Linked DNA regions of Zea mays: regions 1 and 3 are each linked to region 2. A link is a contact called in public Hi-C data. All regions are on one chromosome and are shown on one strand. Each heading gives the region's core, a stretch centred on a gene start, on an enhancer-like site or on the middle of the called end of the contact. The rest is flanking DNA. Distances are from core to core; before and after follow the strand shown. Region 1 has its middle 130 kb from the start of LOC542333. Region 2 holds the start of LOC542333 (cytosolic glyceroldehyde-3-phosphate dehydrogenase GAPC3). Region 3 has its middle 42 kb from the start of LOC100279585.

The links. A called contact is a pair of places that touch in the nucleus more often than the background predicts.
Region 1: a contact with region 2 is called in a Hi-C map of bundle sheath, with 2.5 times the contacts expected there. The contact joins the enhancer-like site here to the promoter of LOC542333 in region 2. A contact is called at or near these places in 5 of 25 Hi-C or Micro-C datasets (bundle sheath, ear, endosperm and 2 more).
Region 3: a Hi-C map of leaf shows a contact between it and region 2, with 5 times the contacts expected there. The contact joins the enhancer-like site here to the promoter of LOC542333 in region 2. A contact is called at or near these places in 2 of 25 Hi-C or Micro-C datasets (ear and leaf).

The regions. Positions count from the first base shown.
Region 1 is chr4:137,969,357-137,974,097 of Zm-B73-REFERENCE-NAM-5.0, reverse strand. No RefSeq gene overlaps it. Among protein-coding and RNA genes, the nearest start is that of LOC542333, 130 kb to the left of the region's middle. Within about 2 kb of position 2,782, at least 18 of the 20 cell types and tissues checked have an H3K27ac peak or open chromatin away from gene starts, as enhancers often do. A contact at or near this core is called in bundle sheath, ear, leaf and 1 more, where this site is marked.
Region 2 is chr4:138,100,627-138,105,165 of Zm-B73-REFERENCE-NAM-5.0, reverse strand. It overlaps LOC542333 (cytosolic glyceroldehyde-3-phosphate dehydrogenase GAPC3), which reads right to left and starts at 2,492. Exons shown (of 12, transcript NM_001111915.2): 1 at 2,262-2,492; 2 at 2,115-2,138; 3 at 1,927-2,027; 4 at 1,151-1,266; 5 at 964-1,063; 6 at 733-879; 7 at 587-647; 8 at 404-501; 9 at 128-270; 10 at 1-32. The coding sequence starts at 2,265.
Region 3 is chr4:138,298,595-138,303,034 of Zm-B73-REFERENCE-NAM-5.0, reverse strand. No RefSeq gene overlaps it. Among protein-coding and RNA genes, the nearest start is that of LOC100279585, 42 kb to the right of the region's middle. Within about 2 kb of position 2,249, at least 13 of the 20 cell types and tissues checked have an H3K27ac peak or open chromatin away from gene starts, as enhancers often do. A contact at or near this core is called in ear and leaf, where this site is marked.

The DNA.
Region 1 (4,741 bases), core at 1,533-4,032, 130 kb after region 2:
TACTATAAGCGAATTTCAATTTTCATTCTCTAGTTCATGCTCGGCAATTTTAACATTTAATTTAGCTATGTGATCATTTTGTTCTTTAATAATAGCAAGGTGATCATTCATAGCATCAACATTAACATCTCTACATCTACTGCAAATAGTGACATGCTCAACAGTAGATGTAGAAACATTGCAAGCATTTAATTCTACTATCCTAACAATTAAACTAGCATTTTCAGTTCTAAGACAAGAAATTGAATCATTGCATACATCTAGCTCTTTAGTCAAGTTTTGGCATTTTTCAACTTCAAGAGCATAAGCATCTTTTAGCTTGACAAATTTCTTATTTTCCTTAACGAGCAGGTCCTCTTGGCATTCGAAGATATTATCCTTCTCGTTAATGGTTTATATCAATTCATTAATTTTCTTCTTTGATCTTTGGTAAGGTTTGCAAAAAGAGAAGTCAAATCATCATCATTATCACTAGAGCTACCCTCATTATCGGAAGTAGTGTATTTGGGGTATCTCTATAATGTACCTTCTTATTTTTGCTATTCTTAGCCATGAGGCATTTGTGGCCAACGTTGTGGAAGAGAAGGCCTTTGTTGACGGTGATGTTGGCAGTGTCCTCATCGGAGGAGTCGGTGGAGCTCTTGTCGGAGTCCCATTCCCGCCCCATGTGCGCCGCACCACCATTCTTCTTGTTATAGTATCTTTTCTTTTCCATCTTCTTCTTCCCTTTCTTGTCGTCGTCCCTGTCACTATCACTTGTATATGGACATTTAGCAATAAAATGACTGGACTTACCACACCTGTAGCAAACCCTCTTGGAGCGGGGTTTGTAGTCCTTCCCCTTCCTTTGTTTGACGATTTGCCAGAAGCTCTAGATGATAAGAGTAATCTCCTTGTTGTCGAGCTTGGAGGCGTTGATTGGGAGTCTACTTGATGGTGTAGACTCTTCCTTCTTTTCTTTCATTGATTTGAATGCAACGGGTTGCACCTCGGGTGTGGAGGTGGCGCCTTGCTCCAAGTTGACAATATGTTTGGAGTCTTTGATCATAAGTTGAAAGCTCACAAACTTGCTGATTACCTCCTCGAGAGCCATCTGTTTATATCTAGGATCTACACGGATTAGTTGTACTTGAGTGGGATTACGAAAGACAAGTGATCTTAAAATAACCTTGACCATTTCATGGTCATCCCAATTGGTGCTCCCAAGATTGCGGACTTGGTTCACCATCGTCTTGAGCCGGCTGTACATTGCTTGTGGCTTTTCTCCTTTGTTGAGGACGGATCGATCAAGTTCTCCCTCGATCGTTTCGCGTTTGGTGATTTTGGTCACCTCGTCCCTGTAACAACTTTAATCATATTTTGGATAATTTAGAAAACTTTATCCTAAGGTTTAAAAAATTATGGTTTAAAACAAGATATTTAAATGAAGGATCCTCATATAAATTAATAGTTTCAATTAAGTACAGGTTCAGAAGTATTCTTCATAAGACTTAAATTGAATTATCTTTCCATAAAGAGCAAACGAAATAAATAATCATAAAACATTAAGTTTTGAATAATATTTTAATTGGACAAACAATATAACTCTTGAAAATTTAAAGTTCTTTGTGTGTGTGCAACACATTCGTATCATTTGAAATACAATAGTTAATATGAAATATAAAAATAATAAGTATATATTGCACGCATGTCAAGATTTTGGTTGCTGCATTTAGATCAGAATTTGAAACTCTGATTTGAATTCAAAATTTGGAATATGAAACTCTAAAGAGAAAAGAAAACAGAAAAAGGAAAAAGAGAAAATATGCACACCTCTCACTTGGGCCGAAATCCCCCTCGCGGCCCATTTTCGTGGTCTGCGTGGCCCAACCAGCCGAGCTCGTGCTCGGACTCACTAACAATCGGGGCACGCGTTGTCAGTCGCTATGGCGCTCGTGCCTGGGTGTTCCATCTCACCGCCAGGTGGGCTCCTGATCACAGCTTTATCATCCCCTTCTTCTGTTGATTGTTGAGCCTGTAACAACCCACCGAAGGCTGCGCATGGTCGCTTCCGCCGTGGATCTCGGCCACCCTAGGCGATGCGGACCCCTCCCACTCCTTAGGCAGCGAGTATAAACCCATGTCCAATGACCTCTTTGCCATCCGCAGACCTTCGAATCCAACATAAGAAAGAGAGAGGGGGAGAGAAGGGTGTCGCCGCTGAGTTCATGTCGTCACCATCGTTAGACTTGAGCTGAGCCACGAGAGAGCAAGCATAGTGGGGTGTAGCGATCCTCGTAGTGTCCCCGCAGATTGGGGCATGGCCGGGCTTCGACACCGTGGCTGGATTGACGCCTTGGGAGCAGCTAGGCCCAGGGATTCCACACCGGTGCTTGGGCATCGCCGTCGGGCCACCATGCATCATGGAGCCGCTGTGTCGCGTTGACCGGATCATCTTCGCCCGGACCTGAGGTGAGGAATCCACCACATCGTTAGACTTACCATTCTCTCCCTATACCACCAGCTAGGCTCAAGATTTGGACTCGGGAGCGAGGATAGGTCGTGCTCCGGCCATGGTGCCAGGGCGTCTATGCTGCCGCTTGGGGCGGTCGGTCGATGGATGATTGCCACACCGTGGGATCCTTGGTAGATGGCCAGGATTAGAAGTCTTGTTTACCTATTTGGGCATTAGATCCTGGACACCGAATCAAGATCGGAGGGCAGTCATAGCATACCGGTTCACCAGGGGATGAGATCTTATCTTGGCCGCTGATCTCGGCATCAATGGTGTTCAGCGCATACCGGTTCGGGTCTTGCCTTGATTTAATCTAGGCCATCCGAAATTGATCTAACGACCTCGAATAGAGTGTACCCCTTCATTGACGCAATTATGCGAAAGAGACCCTGTGGTTTTTATTATTTTTCCACAGTCCGCCCATATACGAGGATCATTACAAAGTAGTCCAAGTTCTTACAAACCAGACCCTAGACTTTTTAGTAATTTAACCCGCCGTCCTTTTCCTATTTAGTGATTAAAGAAATCCGAGAACTATGGAAAAATACATATGATAATCATTTCTAGTATAAAAGTTAATATAAAATGTATAAAGAACTTATAAAATTCATAACTTTTGTGTCTTAGCTCTAATTTAAGCCGTTCAATATTTGTTGGCTTCGTAACAAAATTTCCCACACTAGTAACATTGTTTAGTCATGTACCATGTTTTCAAAATTAATAAAGTACTCAATTAGCTTCTATAAATACAATGGACGAAGCAATCTTTTAATCTGGTATATGGTTATAATATGACGAAGATATAATTTCTAACTAATTTATAACTTAGAATAAGGTTCGGTAAAGTTATTTCTTTGTAATATCTTTATCACATGAATTATAGTCAACCTAAAACATAGTTTTGTTATTTAAACACATAACTCCTTAGAAAATTGTACCTTTTTAACCGTAACTCCGATTTTAGTGATTCTCGAACAGACGATCTCGTTACGACGCATAGAATATTACTATACAGTTTGTGCTTATGTTTGGTGTCATGTTAATTTTGCCTATACCATGTTTGTTTGTATTGCTACTGTAACACCCCTGGTGTTCCAAGAACTAAAACTTGGGCATGTCATCATATGCATTGACATTTCATTATGTATGCTACACCTAGAGTGCATCCACTAGGCTAAAATCTCAAAACAACCTTGTGGTGTGATGACTTGACTTGATCTTTCACCCTAGGATAGGGTAGTTACCCAAGGATTAGAAGTATGTGGGTGTCTGAGATAACAAATTGAGTATGATCTCAAAAGTTAGTGGAGATGTTCAAAAGAGACTAAACTTAGAGAGTTTGAGTGCCACTTAAACCCTAGAACACTTAAACCCTAATAAGGACTCTAGAAACCCTAATTATTGTTGTATGAGATGAGATCAATTTCTATACACTTTTGGACCAAAGTGCATATATCAAAGTGGTAGAGTAACAAAAATTAAGCAACTTTTCCATTTGGAGATTTTCAAGTTTTGTGGAACAAATTGGAGTAAATTGCAAAAAGTCTCAAAGGCACCCATATGGCTTAACTCTAAAAACAGTGAGATTATGTTGACTTTGGGTCCCTGTATCTCTTAATCTATGGGGATTTTACCATGGGTTACTATAACAAAATTGTAGAGCTACTATAGTAGTCTAAGTTTGATTAGTGGTTAAGCCCTAGAGCTATATGGAAATTGGAGAAAAATGGACTTGAAGATGGGCTATCAATCGAGTATCAGTCTGAAATCAGACGAACGGTGGCATTAGATCAACTTCAGAACCAAACTGTGTTTGATCGAGTGAATGTATGATCAAGAACCCTATAACAAAATTGAAGCTGGTATATTGGGCAACAACTTTGTTGTAGTCGGATTAGTAGTTTGTCACTTGAAAATCTGAAAAAAGAAGCTCTTCAAATCGCTCTATCAGATAGATTGAACATGATCGCGATGGTACATTGACTGAAAATATCAGAGAGCACAGCATCTCGCCGCCGGTGATCCTCGCGACGTGATTTGTGCCAGTGCTGTGATTCGTACTCTATGGCGCGAGGATAACTGCGAGAGGTAAAAAGATCGGAAGGGAGGTGGATTTGGTCTCGGATGTAAGCTTATCGATCGCACTCAATTGCCTTGCGACATGGCTGAGCGGCCGATGTCGACGGGGGACGCCGGCGATCTCAGTCGTGCCACGCCATAGGTCGTATTACCACGTCGTCACGAGTC
Region 2 (4,539 bases), core at 1,243-3,742:
GAATGCCCTTGAGGCTACCCTCTGCCTCGGCCCTGTAGAGGAGATGTTTGCAAGAATCAGTGACTATGACCATCTAAAACAATTCAACACTCATTTGAAATTTGCCCTGGCCGGAGAGCTAACTCACTTGACCGCAGCCTTGATCTCATCATAGGTGGCAGACTTCTCAAGCCTAACAGTCAGATCAACAACAGAAACATCGACAGTTGGGACACGGAAAGACATTCCAGTCAATTTTCCATTGAGGACAGGAAGCACTTTGCCAACAGCCTGCAGGAAATCAAGTATAGCTGTTACAAACTAATACAAATAAAAAGTGGTTTGAACAAAAATGGAGGTGACTTGTTTCACTTCACAGAAGAGTTGTGGCTATACACTATTTCACACTGTTTCAGTTTCTAACCTTAGCAGCTCCAGTGCTGCTGGGAATGATGTTGAAACTAGCAGCCCTTCCACCCCTCCAGTCCTTAGATGAGGGCCCATCAACAGTCTTCTGGGTAGCTGCAAGGATCCACATTTACTACACTGAAGATCACAAACAGATTGCTAGACAAAGTTTCCATTCAACCAATTTCGCAAAGCATACCAGTGATGGCATGAACAGTGGTCATCAGACCCTCAACAATACCGAACTTGTCATTGATGACCTGCAGCAAAAAAAAAAGTAACCAGTTTTAGATAATATAGAATGCCTAAGAGCAATTTATGTCAGCAGTAAAGCAACATAAGCACCTTAGCAAGCGGAGCAAGGCAGTTGGTTGTGCAGCTAGCATTAGAGACAATGTTGATGTCAGACTTGTACTCCTTCTCGTTGACACCAACAACGAACATGGGGGCATCCTTGCTAGGAGCAGAAATGACAACCTTCTTGGCACCACCCTGTAAAAGCAACAGGAAAATCGTTAGATGCTTCCAATGCTGGAACTAATAAGGTATATACCCTGGAATAAAACAAAATTATACCTTCAAGTGAGCTGCAGCCTTCTCCTGGTCAGTGAAAACACCAGTAGACTCAACAACATATTCAGCGCCAACCGAACCCCATGGGATCTCCTCAGGGTTCCTGCAAACCAGGTCATTATTACGCATTAGTCACCACACGATGGTTTAATTGGGTATGAAACAAACTATAAAAGGAATAGTAACAAACCTGCAGCCAAACACAGCAACCTCCTTCTCACCAAAGAGAAGGGTCTTGGAGTCCTTCACCTTGACCTCATGGTGCTTCCACTGTCCGTGCACAGTGTCATACTTGAACATGTAGGTCTGCAATAGCAAAGTCAAATTCAGTCATATAAGAGAAGACCCAGTTGGCGTAACCAAGTTACAGGAGACCTAATTGGTGTAATTTAACTAATCAATTTGCCAAATGCAAGAAGAGATTAACCAGAGAATTAAATTCTGTAGAGAATACAGATTTGGATACTTCAAACACTATTTAGATCAACAACAATAAAATAGAATGTAATCCAGATCATAAGATTTGAATTAACCTTAGCATAGGATTCCCAAGAAAAAAACAGATTGCCTATATAATAATCCAAAGCACATGACAGTCAGAGCAAGGCACAGATACACGTGCATCCACAGATCAACAACCTAAATATAACCACTAAAGAGTTTCTACGATAGATCAGTAAATTACAATCATGTGTTTTATGACAGAATGGGTAACACCAATCCATATAAAAAATGGCATCCACGTCAGATCTACGCATCCCCGTTTACTAATATTCTCATATAATGCAGCTGTTCCACATTGAACAAGGACAAAATACAGATCTGCTACCATTGAACAAGCACGTTCAGCCAATCACTACCTTAATTAGCAGATCAAGGGATTAGCGATACGAGGGGGCATATTACCATGTTACAGCACACTCCCTAAGTACCAGATCAAGCGATAAGCGATACAAGGGGCTATACCATGTAATCGGTGCTGATGAAGGGGTCGTTCACGGCGACGAGCTCGACGTCGTCGCTCTGCAGGGCCACCCTGGCCACCAGCCTTCCGATCCTGCCAAACCCTGCACCAACAAAATAGAACGGTCAAAACCGACACGAACGGTGTGACTCAAATACATCGTAACTGGGATCCGAGGATGCGAACTCACCATTGATCCCGATCTTGATCTTGGCTGCGTATACCAGAGCACAAACACAAGCAACCAAACAAACAAAAGAAAATCAGCGGAAATGTCACCACCAGCGATAAAAAAAATCCGAAAAACACAACCAGATTGCAGGAGTGACGGCATTACCCATGAGGGTGAGAGGCTGCTAGACGGAGGAAACGAGGATGGGTTGATTTCAAATGAGATCGAAATGGAGTTCTCGAGTGTGTGTGATCTGTGATGTCGCCAATGTATCGGAGTCGGAGTGCCGTATATAGAGGCGCCTGGGGGCCGGCTGCGGCGGCTGCTTGCTGGTCCCACCCGACGCCACGGAACCTAGTTTTGTTGGCTACCGGTAAAATGGTGGGGCAGAGACGTGAGGATGGACGGATGACAAGTGGGGGCCATGAGGAGGAACGCGACCGGTGCGTCTAATGGTTTCTAGAAGCTTCCCGTGGGTCGGAACGTTGGACCTTGGAAACCTGGACCGTTGCTGGGTTCGGACTGGCCGGGAGTGGGGAGAGAAGTCATGTGATGCGGTGGTGGGTCTGCCCTTCTTTTCTTGGTGAAGAAGAAGAAACCATTGGCCGAGCTGGTTTTCGGCGGCCGTCGGATGAAAAAAGATTCTGTGGACCTTGTGGGGGGAGGGGAAAGGGGGTGCCAATCCAGATCGTCAGTATTCCTCCACAGATAATCTCTTTTGCATGCGTGATTTACAATTTAATAAAGCTGTCTGCGCGCCTAAAACTGCCTCTTTGCAAAAAAAAATTACACCAATTAAAAAACGAATATATTAGAGCTTTTTAAAGGTGACGCACCAACTAAAATTTGGTAGAGGCGTAGAGCTGAAAAACAAATTATCTATCGCTGCCACTATATTGCACACGTCATCCCATATTCCCATGAACCATCTTATTTCTTTTTTTTTCTCCTTTCTCACACGTTTTCTTCTTTAATGGCCTCCATGTGTGCACCCTTTCCCCATGGCATGCCCCCTTCTCTAGAAGGTTGTGGTTAACCGTAGGACTGGGCACGGTTTGTTTAGGCTTTTTTGTTTAGACTTTTTTAGCTTTTGACCACCAAAAATTGTTACGGACTTTCAAACGGCCTAGCTTTTTAGCTCATTTCTATAAGAATCGTTTTGATAAAAACCGTCCAGAGGCAACATAAACATAGAATCGATCGACTCGTCACGATAGTAGAAATCCATTGCTTTCTATATCTTGAACTCTTTGCACCACTTCATCTTCCTTAGCAAGTAATCCCCACGATACTCAGATTCTTCTCACACTCAGAATCTCTCCATAGTCAGATTCACAGAAAAGCTAGTCAGAAAAGGTTGAACCAAACATGCCTTAGGAAATCGATCGAACATTTTTTGTTCGTTTTTTAAGTTTGGGTTAAAAAAAGGATATACGAAAAGCTGCTTGTAAAAGAGGAAACCGACACTTTGGTTAATCGAAAACTTTGGTTCCATTTTTAGTTTTCCTTATTATGAAAACAGAAAGGAAATCTGCTACCATATGTGTCCACGTCGGCCTAATTTTCATGGCCATTTGATCATGGATCATTGGTTCCCATCCTCTCCCGTGCTCCTGTGTGTAGATGCTTCCAGTTGACGGTTCTCCTCTCCTCGTATCCTTTCCGTGTCTCCTTCCTACACATCTCACTCTCCCTCCTCCTCCCTCGAAACCCCACTCTCCCCCGCTCGCTCGGGGCTTTTAACTAAACATACCTGACCTCGTAGAACACAGCACAACATTTTGGAACACCGGAACAATAACATCAATTTACATAGAACATTGCAGTCTACAATAACATCGGAACAATAACATCAGAAACATTGCAGTTGTCCGTTTACATTAGTTTATATATAAGCATTGCATAGAACAAGCAATATTTTGCAACACCAGAATAATAACATCTATTTTACCATGACCGATTGCAAAACTGCATAGAACATCAACAGTAACATTTATCTTGGCTCAATAGGGTGCTGCTTGCATGACGAATGATGAATAAACTGCATGGTGTGGCGAAGGCTCAACAGGCCACGACCGTAGCTGCATAGGGTGACAAAAGGTTGCGCGGTGGCCGGCTGGTGGCGAGACGGGGGTGGCGATGGTATCGAGTCTGGTCGACGGCTCGGTGGGCGGTGAATCCACAGGATACGGGCGATGTTTGCAGGCTAGGGTTCGTGAGACCGAGACCGAGTGTGAGCGCATCTGTGAACCATGAATGTGAGAGTGCCTGAGTGGTGATGCTGAGGCCGTGAGGAGACGTGACTTGTGAGGGCCTAAGGCCTGCAGGTCGTGATGGCTGATGCATCTGGTTGCGCACTTGGGCCAAAAAGGCCAACTTCAACAGTTCAACTCCAGTTTCCTATACAAATGTTGACATGGCAGCTTTGAAGATAGTGGCGGAG
Region 3 (4,440 bases), core at 1,000-3,499, 200 kb before region 2:
GCTCACTGGATCCCTTTGATGCATGATATGATTTTGAGACAAGTTATTATGGCCACCCAAGCCGCTTGCCGCAATCAATCCTTAATATATTTGTTACAAATGATTTTAGAAAAGGTGTGAGTTTTTCAAAAGAAAATGCCTTTCAAAATGTGTATGATGAAGGGTTTTCACCCTTATCACCTTTGAGTAGGGATGATCAGGGACTCCCTGGTTTAGGGGAGGGCCTAAGGTGAAGGCTCAGCTGGTTTAGGCGTGAGCAGAAGGATTCTCCCCTCATATAAGGACCGGTTTGTCATCTTTCGCTACCTGTACTCATGATAAGTACAACCACTCGAGACTGTGTGGGCAGTCACTCAATCTGAACTCGTACGGTCCAACCCCGGGGTTATGATGGTTGGGGAGCATCGGGAGGATAAGGAGGGGGAAAGTTTTGTCCGGTTTGGACATGGTGGTGGCCTGACTCCTTCCGGATAACCGTTAAGGTTAGGACGTGCGGGGAAAGAAAGAGATTCGGATTCGGGTCTCACAAGCTATGAGATCGCAGAGCCGGACTAGTGGGTAAAGTGTACACCTCTGCGCAGAGTTCAAACCTATTCGAATAGTCTATGTCCACAGAAATGGACGAGTCTGGTGTGGTATGTCAATTAGTGTCTTGTTTTCAAAAAAAAGAGGTGCTTTTGAGAAAAGTGATTTTTAAAAGGTCCGGCGATTGAGCCGTGAGCTATGGTAGACGGGAAGTCCAGTAGCTGTTTTTGAAAATGAAAACCAGTGGGAAACTGCTGAGATACCTGGATGGTTTAGTCTAGGGGATTTTGTTCTAATATTGAAAAACTTTCTGCTCCTTTGGGAGAGGATGCGCTTTGAAAAATACAAAATGTTTACGAAACAACCCTCCATAAAATATTGATGTTTCTACAAAATATCCTGAGCTCCACATATTCAATGCATTATATCTGATTTCCCCATTCCGCGGGTGAAGGTGGGCTGCTGAGTACGTTTGTACTCACCCTTGCTTATTTGTTGTTTTTCAGAAAAAGGAGATCGAGTAAGAGTTACGACTGTTCCCAACCTTGCCTGTGGCTGTTGGACCGCTGATTTGCTTCGTTGCGTATATCGGGCTGCTTCAGCCCCACTCTGATGATATGTCCCGAGTTGTGGACCAACTCTTAAAGTTGATCGCCACCTTTATAGGTTTGTCTCGTTTAAGCAGATCTGGAATCATCTGTTGTATAAATGTGTTTACTAGCCTCCTAGGACTAGTAATTGTATTACATTTGAGTCCCAGAGGATTGGGGACGCTTCACAAACCCTCAGCCAGCTGCCTATGAAGGCCATATCTCTATGTTTCGTATTCCGCACTTTGAAATATTAATGATAATGTTATGTTAATGACTCTGTGGAGGTCTTGGACATCTTGATGTAATAAAGTACTATTTCTGTTATTTATTTTGAGAAATGTGTGATGATGTCCAATTATGTAATCAATATGTACGTGAGTTTCTGATTCTGGCACGTACATGGTTCGTATTCGATTTGCCTTCTAAAACCGGGTATAACAGATCCAGGGCGCTGCGAGGAGGAAGACGACCCAGCGCCATCGCAGACCGTCAGGCTTCAGGCGTGGACCGTCCGGAATCGTACAGGAAAAGCGTCGCTCCTGCCCCCAGGTCGCGGACCGTCCGCGCCGTCGCAGAGGGCACCGCCAGGCGGTACACCCCCAGTGATCGGCGCTAACAGATCCATTCGCACGAGTCGACAACATATGTTACTCAAAATTGTGAACCACACTAAGGATATGTTTATAATGTCGTCCTTGGTGCAGACATAAAAAAAGAAAGAAGACGATGTTCTGATCTAACCAATGAGCAATCACGACGACACTAAAAAACTCGATCACCCACACAACTCAGCAAGTGTCGTAGATGGAGACAATAGTTCCGAAGGTATGCCCTTGTAACACTGTGTATGCGAGGATTGGAATAAGAAAACTTTGGTACAACTCGATTAGGCCTAATATAAAAAACGAAAATCGAACATCAAAACCGAAAAACAGAGCCGAAACCATATAAATTGAAACTCGCCAAACCGAATTATTTTTCGGTTACCATTTTCCAGGAACCGAACTAAATTCTGATTTTCGGTTTTTGTTCGGTTTAAACCAAAAAAATTGGCCCACCACTCCACTAACTCAGGTTCTTTTTGGCCCAAGTGTGCAACCCCGCATGGCACCATTCTGCCCATGGGCTGGCCACGTTGGGCCAACGACTAACGGACTAAGCCAATCTGTTGTATGCTACCAGTACCAGCAGTCCAGCACTCAATGCCTCATTGACCAAGCCAATTAGGGTGTGTTTGGTTTAGGAGTGAGGAAAAATAGAATGACTCCATTCCAATTTTCTAGATATTTGGTTTCCAAGAAAACAAGAGTGGAGCGGCTTCTGTATCTCCATATGAAAATTTACTATAAGTAGTTGGAACGCTCCCGCTCCATAAAAACGATCGTATGCGAGCGCTCTGCTTCCTCTCCTCCCCTCTACACTCATATGGCTCTCGAACTAAACAAATAATGGAACAGTTTTTCTCTATTTTACTCTTCAACCAAACAAAAAATAGAACGACTCTGTTTTTTTTTTTTTTGTCAAACACGGAATAGAACGACTCGATTTTTAAATACTAGAATGAAGCACTCTATGCACGTGCAGCCTTCATCGCCCTGCCGTCGTGGCCTCATCACAGGCAGCACCGCAGCAGCAGCAACAAGCCTTCGCCACTCGCCAGCCACCAAGCAGCAGCCGGAAGCCATCGCTAAGCACTAGCCTGTTGAATCAAGCCGTCGCAAAATATTGTTTCGGTGTTGCAAAATATTACTTGTTCTATACAATGAATCTGATGTTGATGCTCTATGTTAATTGCAATTTTGCTGTTGTATTGTGTTCTGCACAGTTCGGTTAAAACCAAAAACCGAACCGAAGTTTACTGTTAACCGAAGTATCGATTTTTCTTTTTCCAAATAGAATTTCGGTTAACATATTTTAAAAACCGAACTTAAAAAACCGAAAAACAGAAAAAAAAACGGTTAACCAATTGACCAATCTGGAACTCGACTAAGTAGTGAGGAGTAATTGTGGTGTTGTATTAGTCTCTCACTTGTGTGGCTCAAGAAAAAGAAACTCATGATAGAAGTTCTAGGAAGATGAAAAGATGGAGTAATCATCGTAACGTACGTCCATTGCTTCATATATTACATGTTTATTTGCACCTTCATTAATCCATTTCTTGCATTAACTAACTCAAACGACAAAAAAAGACCACATATATATAACGTAGTTACACCATGGTCACAACCAAGGAATGCTATGACGAACCCGATGACACCAAGGCCGACACTCCCAACGCCACCAAACAGCCCTGATGCACCATATCATCATGATGCATATAATTTGGACTAGTATTTATTTGATTTAATTAATAAACCATGGTTACACCATTGTTGCAGCTACGGCCTACGGATATGGTTGCGGGCCGATATTTGCAATATTCGATCCGTTGTCATCCCTATGTGGGATAGATGTTACAAACAAACGAGATCACAATGATGGTAGGGGCGGTGACTCTGTGGCGTTTAGTGGTGGCATTTAATGGCGGCACCATAAAGCGAAGATGGTGCTTTTTCAGGTTTTTTCGGGATTAGAGAAGGCGGGAGGTTATTGGGTCGGACGTTGGAACACAATTGTACACATGCGTTTTTGTTTGATGTGGGTTTCCATGAGGTATCCTTGGTCCGGTCGGGTAGAGTGTAAAGTGTAGATTGAACTCCGAAGTATGAACTGAACAACAAAATGAGAAAAGATTGGGAGACATATACCTTGAGACATGGTGCTCATCTCTAGTCCCTGTGTGTCCGAGCTGCCAGTGTAGAGAGAAGGGAATCAGAGGGAGAGAGAAGGGTGAAGAAGGGAGAGAGAAGGGAGCCGCCAATCCTAGAAGAAGAACAGTCGTCCTAGCCTCTAGGGTACAGGTCCGCAAGGAAGAAGAAACGGAGGATCTGGAGGGCGGCTACCTATATTAAATATGGGCCAGCTAAGCACGTCTTTAGAGAACATATTGTTGGACTACCCTAAGTAATTATCACGACTGATCGCTAACCAGCCGATTAATCGTTCCATATCGTCAACTAATCGAACGATACGGACGATCAACTTACCTGATCGAACTGAATGGCTTGATCGAGCTAAGAGTATTGATCAACCCAACTAATCGTGATTAGTTAGATGATCTAAAAACAATGGTCTTGACGACAACATGATCCACTAACCAGCCTATCCGCATCGTGAGGTTCTTGATGTAAGTGGCCGCCAGGGGCGGAGAGCCCAATATCGTTGAGCATTGCTTAGGCAATACCAAGGCCCAAACCAAGAAGAGACCAACAGTGAAAAAAAT